Linked DNA regions of Arachis hypogaea: region 1 is linked to region 2. The links are chromatin contacts, called in public Hi-C maps. All regions are on one chromosome and are shown on one strand. The core of a region is the stretch at or near the end of the contact, and the rest is flanking DNA. Distances in the headings are between cores, read along the strand shown. Region 1 has its middle 37 kb from the start of TRNAG-GCC. Region 2 holds the start of LOC112726997 (myosin-16).

Region 1 (6,058 bases), core at 2,008-4,507, 160 kb after region 2:
ATATAACGCTCACAGAAATATAAGAAGAAGGCATGATAAATTAAATAAAATAGGAATTGAAAATTAATTAAAAGTAAAAATAGTTCCTTGCATTAATAAATCCCAAAATGCAACATACTTATCTGAACAGGGTTAATAAGTAATCAAAAGAGTAAAGGAATAAGAAAGCAAACTAGAATAGTATCAACTTCAACGGAGGTAGTGACTCTTCTCAATATTCAAAGCAAAAGCATAAACTATAAAAACTATGAGTGTGTAGAAAACCTAGAAGAAGAGTGATTTTCTCTCTAAGATTCCAATCTAAAACTAAAAACTATGCGAATGAGAATGTGTGTTGAGTCTCTGCTTGTCCCCTGGCTCTAGTCTGTGTTTCTGGGCCGGAAACTGGGTCCAAACTCGGTCCAAAATTGCCCCCAACGTTTTCTGCGAATTCTGCAGGTAGCGCATGTCATGCGTACGCGTCAGTCACATGTACGTGTCGCTGATCATTTTCGCGAGTCACGCGTATGCGTCAAGCACGCGCACGCGTCACCGTGCGAACTCCAATTCACGCGCACGCGAGAGCCATGCGTGCGCGTCGCTGCTCGCTGGTTGTCTCCTCTATTTCTTGTGCTCCTTCCATTTTTGCAAGCTTCCCCTCCATCCTCTAAGTCATTCCTGTCCTAATAAGCCTGAAAACACTTAACGCACAGATCACGACATCGAATGGAAAAAAAAAGGAAAATTAAAATACACAATTTAAAGGCTTAGGAAGCAAGGTTTCAATTATGGAACAAAACTAGTGTTAGAATATAATTAGGATCAATTAGGATCAATTAGCATTATTTAGCATATCTGAATATTTATTATAGGAGATTACATCTTTATTATTACGATTCTCTTAGTACCTATAAATACCCTTTTATATTGTATTATTCCATACAACTTGACAACTTGAATACACTTAGTAATACACAAATTCTTTCTCTAGTTTAGTCTCTTGTTTCTAACAACTAGGAAGGAATTGTAAATTCATGTAATCTGTATGAATAAGTGTGTAAAGACTTGATAAACCCACTCAATTGAACACAAGATAAATCATAAAATAGTGGTTTATCATTCCTCATACAGGTTACAGCTTATTTCCCTCTTCCTTTACTTCGGTTTTCTTGGTTTTAATTAAGATCAATCTGTTAGGCTGTTGTTAGGTTGTTTTAGGTAGGGTTAAATTGGTTTACCCCTAGATCATTCAAGTGTGTATGCTTGATAGAAGTGTTTGCGGTTATTTTGAGTTGCTATTCATGATGTGAAATTGGTTAACCTTAGATTATTCAACTCTGTATGCTTGATGAATAGATTGTTGTTGGTTCACTTGGTTAATTGTTTGACTGAGCTTGTGCTGGACTTCTGAGATATTGTTGCTGGGATTCTGGAGTTTAACTTGCACTTTGATCAATTGATTTTTGTTGCTGTTTTGCTGAAAAATTCTTGTTTGGTCTGCTTGGAAAATCAGTTGATTATGTGGTTTTGGTGACATTTTGGTGCTGAATTGTTGGGTGATATTTGGCTGTGCGGATTCACTATTAAAGTTGTTTTGCATTGACCTGTTGCTGAAATTCTGCATTATGCTGTTAGTTTTGTTGTTATTGAAGCAGAGAGTATATTGATTACTGTCATCTCGTGTCGTTAGCTTTAATTAGAATTTTAATTCTTAGCCAGTGATTTGGCTTAGTTAAATTGCTTGATGCTGTTAGTTGCTTTTAGGCTAGAGTTATGATTTTTCCGATTAGAGTTAGTCTCTGTTCATGTGTAGTTCAACATGCTGTTACGCTTTTTAAGTTTGAATTTTAGTTTGTTTGAACTGGATTGACTGCATCGCTGCTGAATTATTGAAATATATTACGGCTCTCTGTCCAATTGATGCTGATTTTGTGAATGAAGATTGCATGATTACTTGGTTGATTGATTTTGTGAATGAAGATTGCATGACTACTTGGTTGATTAAGGCATTTGTCTGATAGTACAAGATTCATTAAATTGGTCCCATTTAACCCAGTTACATCGACTTTGTGTGTTTCATTGGATTTGGGTTATATTGGGAACGGAACTCAAGTTTTTGAACTGAATCCTGTGTTGTTAGTTAACTGCATCACATTGGTGTTTGAGCTTGTTCTTCTTACTTGGTTGAACTCGGTTCTTGTGTATACACTACTTGCTCATGAATGTGCTTCTATGATTACTTTGGATTTTGAATTGCATGTTGTAGCTACGGTGTGATTTAAAATGTTTAACTTTGTTTGGCACAATTCATTAAATGTATTTTATGATTTTGCACAATCCATCATATTGCCTCAATTCTTGAATTTCCTGAGTGACTGTTGAGCTTTTTGATACTTGCTTATTCAGTGGTAGCTTGCATTTGTCTTGAAATCCTTTTAGTGCACTGTTGAGCTGAAATTGCATTTTGACTGATTTGCTTTACTCATCCTGCTTGCCTCACTTGTAATTACATTTTAATATATTCTCTTTTACATTTGATTTTTCAGAATGAGGAAACCGCAAGCAAAGAAACCAGCTTCTACTTCTAAGAAAACGGCATCTACTTCTAAGAAAGCAGTTGAACAAGTCGCTTTAATCCGGGATCCTGACTTAGCAGTTCCGGCTCAAGACCCGGTTCGGTTTGCCAACAAATATTCTGCTCGTCAGTATTATTTATTCAAGGAAAAGAAGAAGCTGAATGTTGAAAGAGAATTGAAGATAGATGAACTACCCCGCGAGCTCCGAGCATTAGTGGATTCTCATATTGAGAGCCGCGGGTGGGGCTTCATGGATAGAGAGTTGACTGAAACAAACGTCCAGTGGGTGATAGAGTTTTATGCTAATTTCGATAATGTCAACCTCAAGTCCGTCCTGGTTCGAGGCAAACAGATTCCTATCACTGAAGCGGCAATTGCTGAAATTCTCCAAATCCCACCCAAACTAAAAGGGAGATGTGCTTATGCTAAGGCGCAAGTGGACCGCCAGTTGGGTGCCTTAGACTGGGATAGGGTGCTGAAAAAGATAGCCATCCCTAACTCAGAATGTGTCATGAGTGTAGGGAAGGTGCCTAAGCCAATTGGTCTTCCGGTTAAACAGCTGACTTTTGATTCTCGGATATGGCAACAACTTCTAACCAGCTTTGCCATTCCGACCACACATGAGACCACCATTACTTGGGAGATGGCCGTGCTGGTTTGGGCTGTCTTAGAGGGTGAACCGGTCAACTTACCCAAGATTATCAGGACTCCATGTGGTGAGTACCGGTATCTCTTAAGCGGAAGGCAGCCTTTCCAGTCTTGATAACTGAGATGGTCGCGAAAGCTGGACTTGAATGGGATCCGGATGACTACACACCGATCATACCCAACAAGGATTTGTTCATCCCTCGTGAAGACTGGCTGAAGGATTACCCTGGTTGGGCTGATGGGAAGAAAAAGAGGAGAAAGGTAACCGCTGGGGAATCAAGCCATACAGCAACAGCACAGCCTTCTACATCAGCAGCACCACAGCCCCCTACCTCACAACCAGCAGCATCATCATCCTGTCTTGGTTGCTCTACGACTCAACAGCTATGCCTCAAGATTTTGAAGCGGCTAGAGCGCTTGGAGCTTTTCAGCAGTAAATTGGCCTATTTTCCAATATTGCTCAATCAAACCAAGTTTCATATGAATCTACGAACACTGAACACACAAAAATCACATGTGAATTCATATGACAAATAAGCCAACATACAGCAGCAAATAGCAATGCACAATTAAGCCATAACCAATTAAGCAACAAGCAGCATGCTTTCTTTGAACAATGAACAAAAATAATGGCTTAAAACACAGCACCAAAACAGCACACTGAACAAAAGTGATGGATTCAGGCAGTATTCTATTTGTTGAATTCAACAACCAATTACAAGTAAGCAATAAGAATTCAAACAATTACACCCAACTGAATCCAACAATGAAGGTCACATTGAAACAAGAACTCAGCAGCAATAACAACTTAAATTCATACATTGAGCAAAAATCATCACTGCACAAGCAACCATTAACAATATTTAGCAGCTGGTTCACTCCAAACCGCCATGAACAAAAGCACAGCAGCAAGAGACAGGGGTGCAGCAGAATCAGACAAGCCAATTTAGCACTGGGAAAATCAATGAAACAGCAACATTTCCAAACAGCAGCATTAAACAAAACAAACCTAAATCCACTATCCAGCTCAGATTTTCTAACCACCTAATCAACTAAGCTAAACTAATCTAACTAAACTAACTAAACAAACTGAATTAATAACCTGTAACATACTAAACAGAATAAACAGAAGAGAAAAAAATTGAGACCTGGGAAGCAGAAAATTGGAGCAGGGAAGGAGAAGGAAACGTGGTGGTGAGGAACGGGCGGAGCAACTCAGCTGGCCTGGTGGTGGCGCTGGCGACGTGGCAGCGGTCAGGACGCAGTGAAATGGAAACAGAGGTTTTGCCCTGTTCTAACCTTCGAAGACAGTGGGAGGAGCGATGGAGCAAGGGGAAGGGGAAAGGGCTTCACACGAAGGGTAGGGGCCTGGACGCCGCGGCGGCGCTGGGTTGGGTCGCCATGGCTCCTCGATGGTGGAGGCTACGGGTCGGTGGTTCGGCCATGGGGAGGTTGGTTCGCGATGGTGGTTCGACGCTGAGAGGAGACGCGAGGGGGAGAAGAGGGTAGAGGGTCGCGGGGGTGGTTGGCTGGGTTAGGGTTTGGACAGGGGGTGGTGACGGGTTGGGACGCCGGTAAGGGCGCAGTGGCGAAGGTTGGGTGGCAACGCCGTCACTGAGGGGCGCGGCAGCTGTTCGGTGGCAGAGGAGAGGAGAGTGGGGCAAGGGGACAGAGAAGAGATGAGAGAATAGGAAGAAGAAAGGGGAGAGGGGGAAAGGTGGTCGCGGTGGCTCGCTGGCGATTATGGTTGCTGGCGGCCCTGTGGTGGTGGGCTTGGTTCGGTGGTTTTGCGAGTGAGATGGAGAGAGGAGAAGAGGGTTGGTGTGGCTGAGGAGGACAGAGAGCACGCGAAGGGGAGAAGGAAGAAGAGGGTCGCGGTGGCTCGTCGACGTATGGTAGTCCATGTATTTGAATCCAAATAGAAAGCTGATTGTATAGATTCAGATTCCAATACTGAAGATTCTGTGGTCTTCTATTTTTTATGGTCCACCATATGCTGGGAGTGGATCCTCTCCAATGGAAAAAAAACTGGATGGTATGCAGTGAAAGATTTCACCCTTCATTGCATTCTCTCTCACATTTATTTCTAATCCCACCTGTAGAATTAAAGATGGGAGATTACACTTTATTCTCTCCAGTGACAAAAAAAAATGGAAAAGATCCATTTCTCCATATGCTCTACCTACTTTATCTTGACTTTTAAAATTCAAAATAAAAGATTTAGATCCAGCATTAATGATAACCACCCTTTGTAGATCACCTCATATTTAAAAAATGGTCTTTCATACTTAAGTCATGTTGAGTGATTTACCTGTAAGTACTCTGCCAACCAATTCCTGATTGGAAGCAGCTTTCTGTTGAACGGGAGCTCATCAAAATGAATCACATCCTCTCCTATGCCTTCAAAACTTGTATCTTTCTTGATGGCTGTTAGTACTCTCGTTAAAAGATGATGAACTCTGATATTTGTTGAGAATATGAGTTTAGTATACTAATGAGATCAAAGCTTCGCTTATCGTTCAAGATAAATTCCACTACTGGAGATTTGAAGCTCCACTATTGGAGAAGTCTCTCGAAGGTGTCTTTCATTGGTCATAAATAGCTATTTCTAACTTAATTTAACTTGAACCAAGTTAGCTTCAGTAGCTTCTTGTGTTGTAAGTAAGTTTTTTTTTTTTTTTTTTGGACGTGGCCTTACCTTGAATTAAGTCCATTCATGAAGTTCGCCAATAATTAAAAACACATATATCTTTATTTTCTTATTCAAAATTTTAGAGGTCACTGACCCAAAAAAATTAAAAGATTTTAGAGGTCGAACAACTTTCGTACAACAGTCGATTGATGATCAATTTTTT
Region 2 (5,216 bases), core at 963-3,462:
GTTAAGGAATTAAATTGTACAATATTTGCTTCAAGAGTGCTACTTAGAACAAGTTTCAATATTCCTACCCAACTAACATTTGTAGACTTTGCACCAACGCTGATATTGTAGGGTGTTCTTGAAGCAGTAAGAATTAAGATTGCTGGATTCCCAACTCACAGGACTTTTCAGGAATTTCTAACTCGATTAGGCATTCTTGCTCCAGAGGTTCTTCATGGAAAGTGAGTCAAACTTAACATCAATTTTGGTTATGTTCTTTTTACTCAATAGTGGTGGTGTCAAACATTTTTTATTATTTATTATTTTACTTTGATATTTACTTAGTGAGTCTGCCTGCATTTATGCAGCAACGATGAAAAGGAAGCATGTAAAACGATATTGGAGAAAGCTGGTCTGACAGGATATCAGGTAAAACTATAACTCTATTAAGTCTTATTTTTGTGCGCTATCCTTAAAAAAATCACTAAATTAAATATCATTTCATATCAAATCACAGACATTTAGAGGATCCCTTTTACAGTATTATTTCTAGAATTTTTTTCATATAAATGTCCATTTGATTTGGGGCATGGAATGAAACATGTGTACTGTTGTTGACAGGTGCATATATTGATACGCATGTCAACCCTGAAATTCTTCATTTCAAGATGCTCTTTTACACTCAACTGAACTTCATGTGATCTTGCTAATTTTGTAGATAGGGCAAACACAAATATTCTTGAGAGCTGGTCAGATGGCTGAGTTAGATGCTCTGAGAGCACGTTTACTTTACGGTTCTGCAACAGTTATCCAGAAGCACACTAGACGTTATCCTAGACGGAAAGAATATGTTGCATTGTTCAAGTCCTCTATCTTTATGCAATCTATTTGTAGAGGTCTGTCAAATATAGCATCTATAAAAACCATTTGTGATTATCTATCTAACCACTTTAGCTTTTAGGAGAAATGATTTCTCACATGGTATTAGAACTTCTATAACCAAAAGGCAAGATTCGATCCTTGTTGCCCCATGCTAGGATGTGTCTGAGTTGTTCACACTTCAAGCTTAAAGGAGTTCTTGAATATTGGAGTGAATTAGGATATAAAAATCATTCATATATCTTTATTTAAGGTTTAAAGGACATCGTTCATGACAAACATCGCCAAAACGCAAGAGAATAACAATGCATTGTCTTGTGGTCTAACCCTTAAAATTGTGGGAGAAACACTGGCAATGAAATCCTATATCCTTTTCAATGTCCTAATGTTTCTTATTGCTGAAAAATAGAAATGTTTCATCCGAGACTATCATACTATTTTTCTATGGTCACCTTTCTTTCCCCACCCAGCATGTCCTACGTAGAGCTATCTGAACATAACATAATTCAGAGTGAACAATCAGCATTTAGCATTACACTTAATCTCACAAATATCTGCGTAGTACTTATACTATCTGCCACTAAATGAATACACATATTTTGAAACATTTTTATAGAGTTTGGTCCTTATAAATTTTTTATGTGTAGTTTCTTTGTTACCGTCAAGAATAACATTTTCTATTATGCAAACTTCTACAACCATTTATGCAATCAATTTTTGTTAGGTGCTAAACTGTTGTGACTCTTAGGTGAACTGGCTCGGAGAAAATTTTATCACCTGAGGAGGGGCAAGGCTGCAGTCAGAATTCAAAAGCACACACGTGGAAAACTTTCCAGAAAAGAATACAGCAAGATAAAGGTTGCAGCTATATATTTGCAGGCAGCCTTTCGAGCAATGGATGCTCAGGATAAATTAAATAAATTAAGAAATAGGAAGAAAAATTCTGCATCAATCACTATTCAGGTTAGAGTTATTGTAATAATGTTAACACACACACACACACACATTCTTTTTAAATACCTTTTCTATTGCCTGATACTTGAGGAATGTAAAAAATGCAGTCATATTATCGCCGGCATAGAGCTCTCTTGGAATATAAAACCCTTAAGAAATCAGCAATCATTTCACAAAGTGTCAATGATTCCATGGAGAAAGACGAAGACAAGGTTGTATATATAAATTTTTTGTTGTGTTGTTAAAATTCTCAAATGTTTCCTTTTTCTTTGTAATATTCATTGTAGTTATAGATATTAGTAGCAATTAGCAAAGTAATAATATATAGAATCTTTACAGTATGGGAATATATAGTTGTTCTGTTCAAAACTATTTCAGAGCCTAGTCCTAATAGCTTAAAGCTTTTAGATGTACTACCAAGTCTCACACTGGGTAAGGACAATTTCAAAATACAATTTTTGTCTCTTACCTATTTTTTTATTTGGTCCCTTAACTTTTTCTTTTAATCAATTCAGTCTATTTATGTCAAGTTATTTCAATTTGCTCCCACTGTTGAAACAAGACACAATATGTTGATGTGTCACAATTTACTATTACACCTTAGATCTACATATGTGCCTCTTCATCATTTTTCATCTACTATTTGTATAGTGATTATAGGAAAAGGCACTAATGATAATGACAATAGCAAAAAACTGAAGAACCCTCTGTCTGCATGATTCTATTGAAGTCCTTGTTGTTGACTTAACAAATGGTTTGCTATCATGGAATGCCAGGGTTTGGGGAATTTAGTGGATAACAAAACTATTTCAGTTGAAGCAGTTTCAAATGTTGTCCAAGAAGAACCCTCAAGTACTTTCCAAGAAGAACCCTCAAATGCTAGCCAAGAAGAACCCTCATGTACTATCGAAGAAGAAATGTTAAATGCTGTCCAAGAAGAACTCACAATTACTTCCGAACATGTTGAAAGAACTGAAGCTATTAGGGAATCCCATAGTCCTTTACAAGGAAGTGAAACGGTTGAAGTTCTTATTGAAGAAATAAAAAAGTTAAAGGTAAAATGAGTAGTATAACTGTTATTTTATAAGCCTTGAAACATAAAGAACCTCTGGTTCTATACCGTTTTATCTTCACATTTTCTAAAATATGTGTTAAATAGAAATATAATAGAGTTCCAGTTTATTTTTGTTGAATTATATCACAAATTAACTGTATAAACTATAAAGAAATAAGCGAGCAAAAGTATTCTTTTTTCTATTACTTTCTTTTTAGAGGCAAGATGATATTGATAATTAGTTAGTTTGATGTTAAATAAAGATTATGGTAAGTCAAGGCTGAAATGTGTGCAAACAACCTAGAAATGCAGATAGAAGCATGACTGATAACCCATTGACAAGGTAATTTGTATCTCTGCAGTATATATTAACAGAATATGTGATATAAGACAAGGATGAATTGTGTTCATCAATGCATTATTTAAAGAATCATATGGTATTTATTTAAAAAATTAGTGCCTTTTTTTTTGCATGTTGAACAATTTCTGTGCACATAACCTTTTTAGGCATATTATTATGATTTTTAAATTCACAATTTTTTATGTGATATCACTTTTCACAGGTCATGTTGCAGGCAGAAAAAGTAAGAGCAGACGAATGCGAAAGGAAATATGTAGAAGCTCAAGGATCAAGTGAAGAGTTACGGAAAAAGTTAGCAGAAACTGAAAAAAGAGTTTATCAACTTCAAGAGTCATTGAACAGGTAATATTAATATTATTACCTGGAGGATTCATGAGTCCTGCTATTATATTTTCTCCCCCCCTCCCCCTTCCCCCTTCCCCATCTCTTCTCTATATTTTACGTACTTTTACTTAACTGTGATGGTATCTTTCAACTGCGTATAGAACTTGTGTAAGCAGCCATAGAAACCAACACATGAGTTCCGAAAGGGAACAACCCAGCTTTATGATGACTTGGTTGTTTAGAGTTCAATATTGATTCATGATACTTTTTTCCATCACTGATTTTATTTAATCCAGTAATTCACTGATGGTTTCTTGTGACCTTTGAAATATTTACGTTCAAACAGTTCTGTCATCTTGAATAAGATATGCAAAGTTGTGATACCAGGATCAGAGTTTTTAGGCTGAACTAAGGAATAATTAATTAGAGTTTTGAAAGAAAACTTGCTCTTGAATTAAATTACTAATAGTTATTGTCCAAATTGATATACTCAAAAGTATCTTCATAAGCAAACATGGGGCAAACTGAAGCTTGAGAGATGAAAATGCCGTTAGTCCTTTATCATCTCCAGAGGCTGCAGTTGTAGTCCTTCACCATATCAATCGATCAATAAACATGTGAGCAACTTTGTTTCTAAGGACATGTCGTTTGAAGGAAGATTTTCAGTTAGTCTTACATTATGAGGAAATGATATCATTTTACTTTTGAAAGATTTGCTTCCATAAAAATGGGGTTACATCCCACTAAAACTTGCATATTTCATTATGTTTAGAGGAAAATTCTCAATAAACCAAAGAAAGAAAAAGGATAATGGAAACTCTTAATTTACTGTAGACCAATAGGGCCATTATGGTTTGAAGAATATAATAACCCCCATTGAAGATGGCATTGACTATTGTAAATATTGCTTACATTGTCTGCCTTATATGGATATTAATATTGCTTGAGTTTTGAGTTTCAAAACTGAATACTATTTGATTAATGCTAGATCTGATTTAGTGTGTATCAGGATGATATCTTCCATGTCAAGTCAAGTTGCCGATTTGAAGATGATTTTAAGTACTTCATCAAGATTGAGTTCAACTTTTCGACCTATTGCTAGAGTTGATGTTGCTTCCAGTAACTCCGATACTTCATCTACAGACTCTGATTTCACATTTCCTGCCTCTGGTCCAAATTCAGATGCTTCCTCTAAGCCAGGCCATTATCCACTTGTTGTTCAGGATGTCACTGGAGAGGATGGGTCAGGTCAGTCTAACTTTCTCCACCTTGTTTTTATAGAAAGATAAAGTTTATTATTAGAATAGAAGATAATACTGAATATAAAAAGGATAAGCCATCCTTGCACAAATACAAAAGGTATAATTAGGACATGTGCAAAAAGAAAAGTATATAGTTGACATAAAAACTTTAGCTATGCAATAAGGTATGGCAATCCCTTTGAATATCACTTCAAGAAAGCCTATTAAATAGACCATGTGCTGATCACCAAACAGAAATCAAAACAATAATCCTAATCTAAATGGAAATTCACATTTGAAGATAAACTATTAAAAATCCGAGAATTCCTTTCCAACCACTATAGCATTGCAAAATCTGCATTCCGACATAGAATCTTTGCTCTTTTACATGAGATAGAACTTCTTAACTTTCTTCACAAATTTC

What was found. A called contact is a pair of places that touch in the nucleus more often than the background predicts.
Region 1: a contact with region 2 is called in a Hi-C map of leaf, with 2.2 times the contacts expected there. The contact joins the enhancer-like site here to the promoter of LOC112726997 in region 2. A contact is called at or near these places in 2 of 8 Hi-C or Micro-C datasets (leaf and an unstated tissue).

The regions. Positions count from the first base shown.
Region 1 is chr12:16,502,299-16,508,356 of arahy.Tifrunner.gnm2.J5K5, forward strand. No RefSeq gene overlaps it. Among protein-coding and RNA genes, the nearest start is that of TRNAG-GCC, 37 kb to the right of the region's middle. Within about 2 kb of position 3,258, at least 2 of the 3 cell types and tissues checked have open chromatin away from gene starts, as enhancers often do.
Region 2 is chr12:16,346,464-16,351,679 of arahy.Tifrunner.gnm2.J5K5, forward strand. It overlaps LOC112726997 (myosin-16), which reads left to right and starts at 2,213. Exons shown (of 4, transcript XM_025776576.2): 1 at 2,213-2,867; 2 at 3,430-3,569; 3 at 4,561-4,799. The coding sequence starts at 2,577. It overlaps LOC112729757 (myosin-9-like), which reads left to right. Exons shown (of 25, transcript XM_029291039.2): 20 at 112-221; 21 at 348-408; 22 at 698-875; 23 at 1,607-1,821; 24 at 1,920-2,024; 25 at 2,100-2,105. The coding sequence ends at 2,105.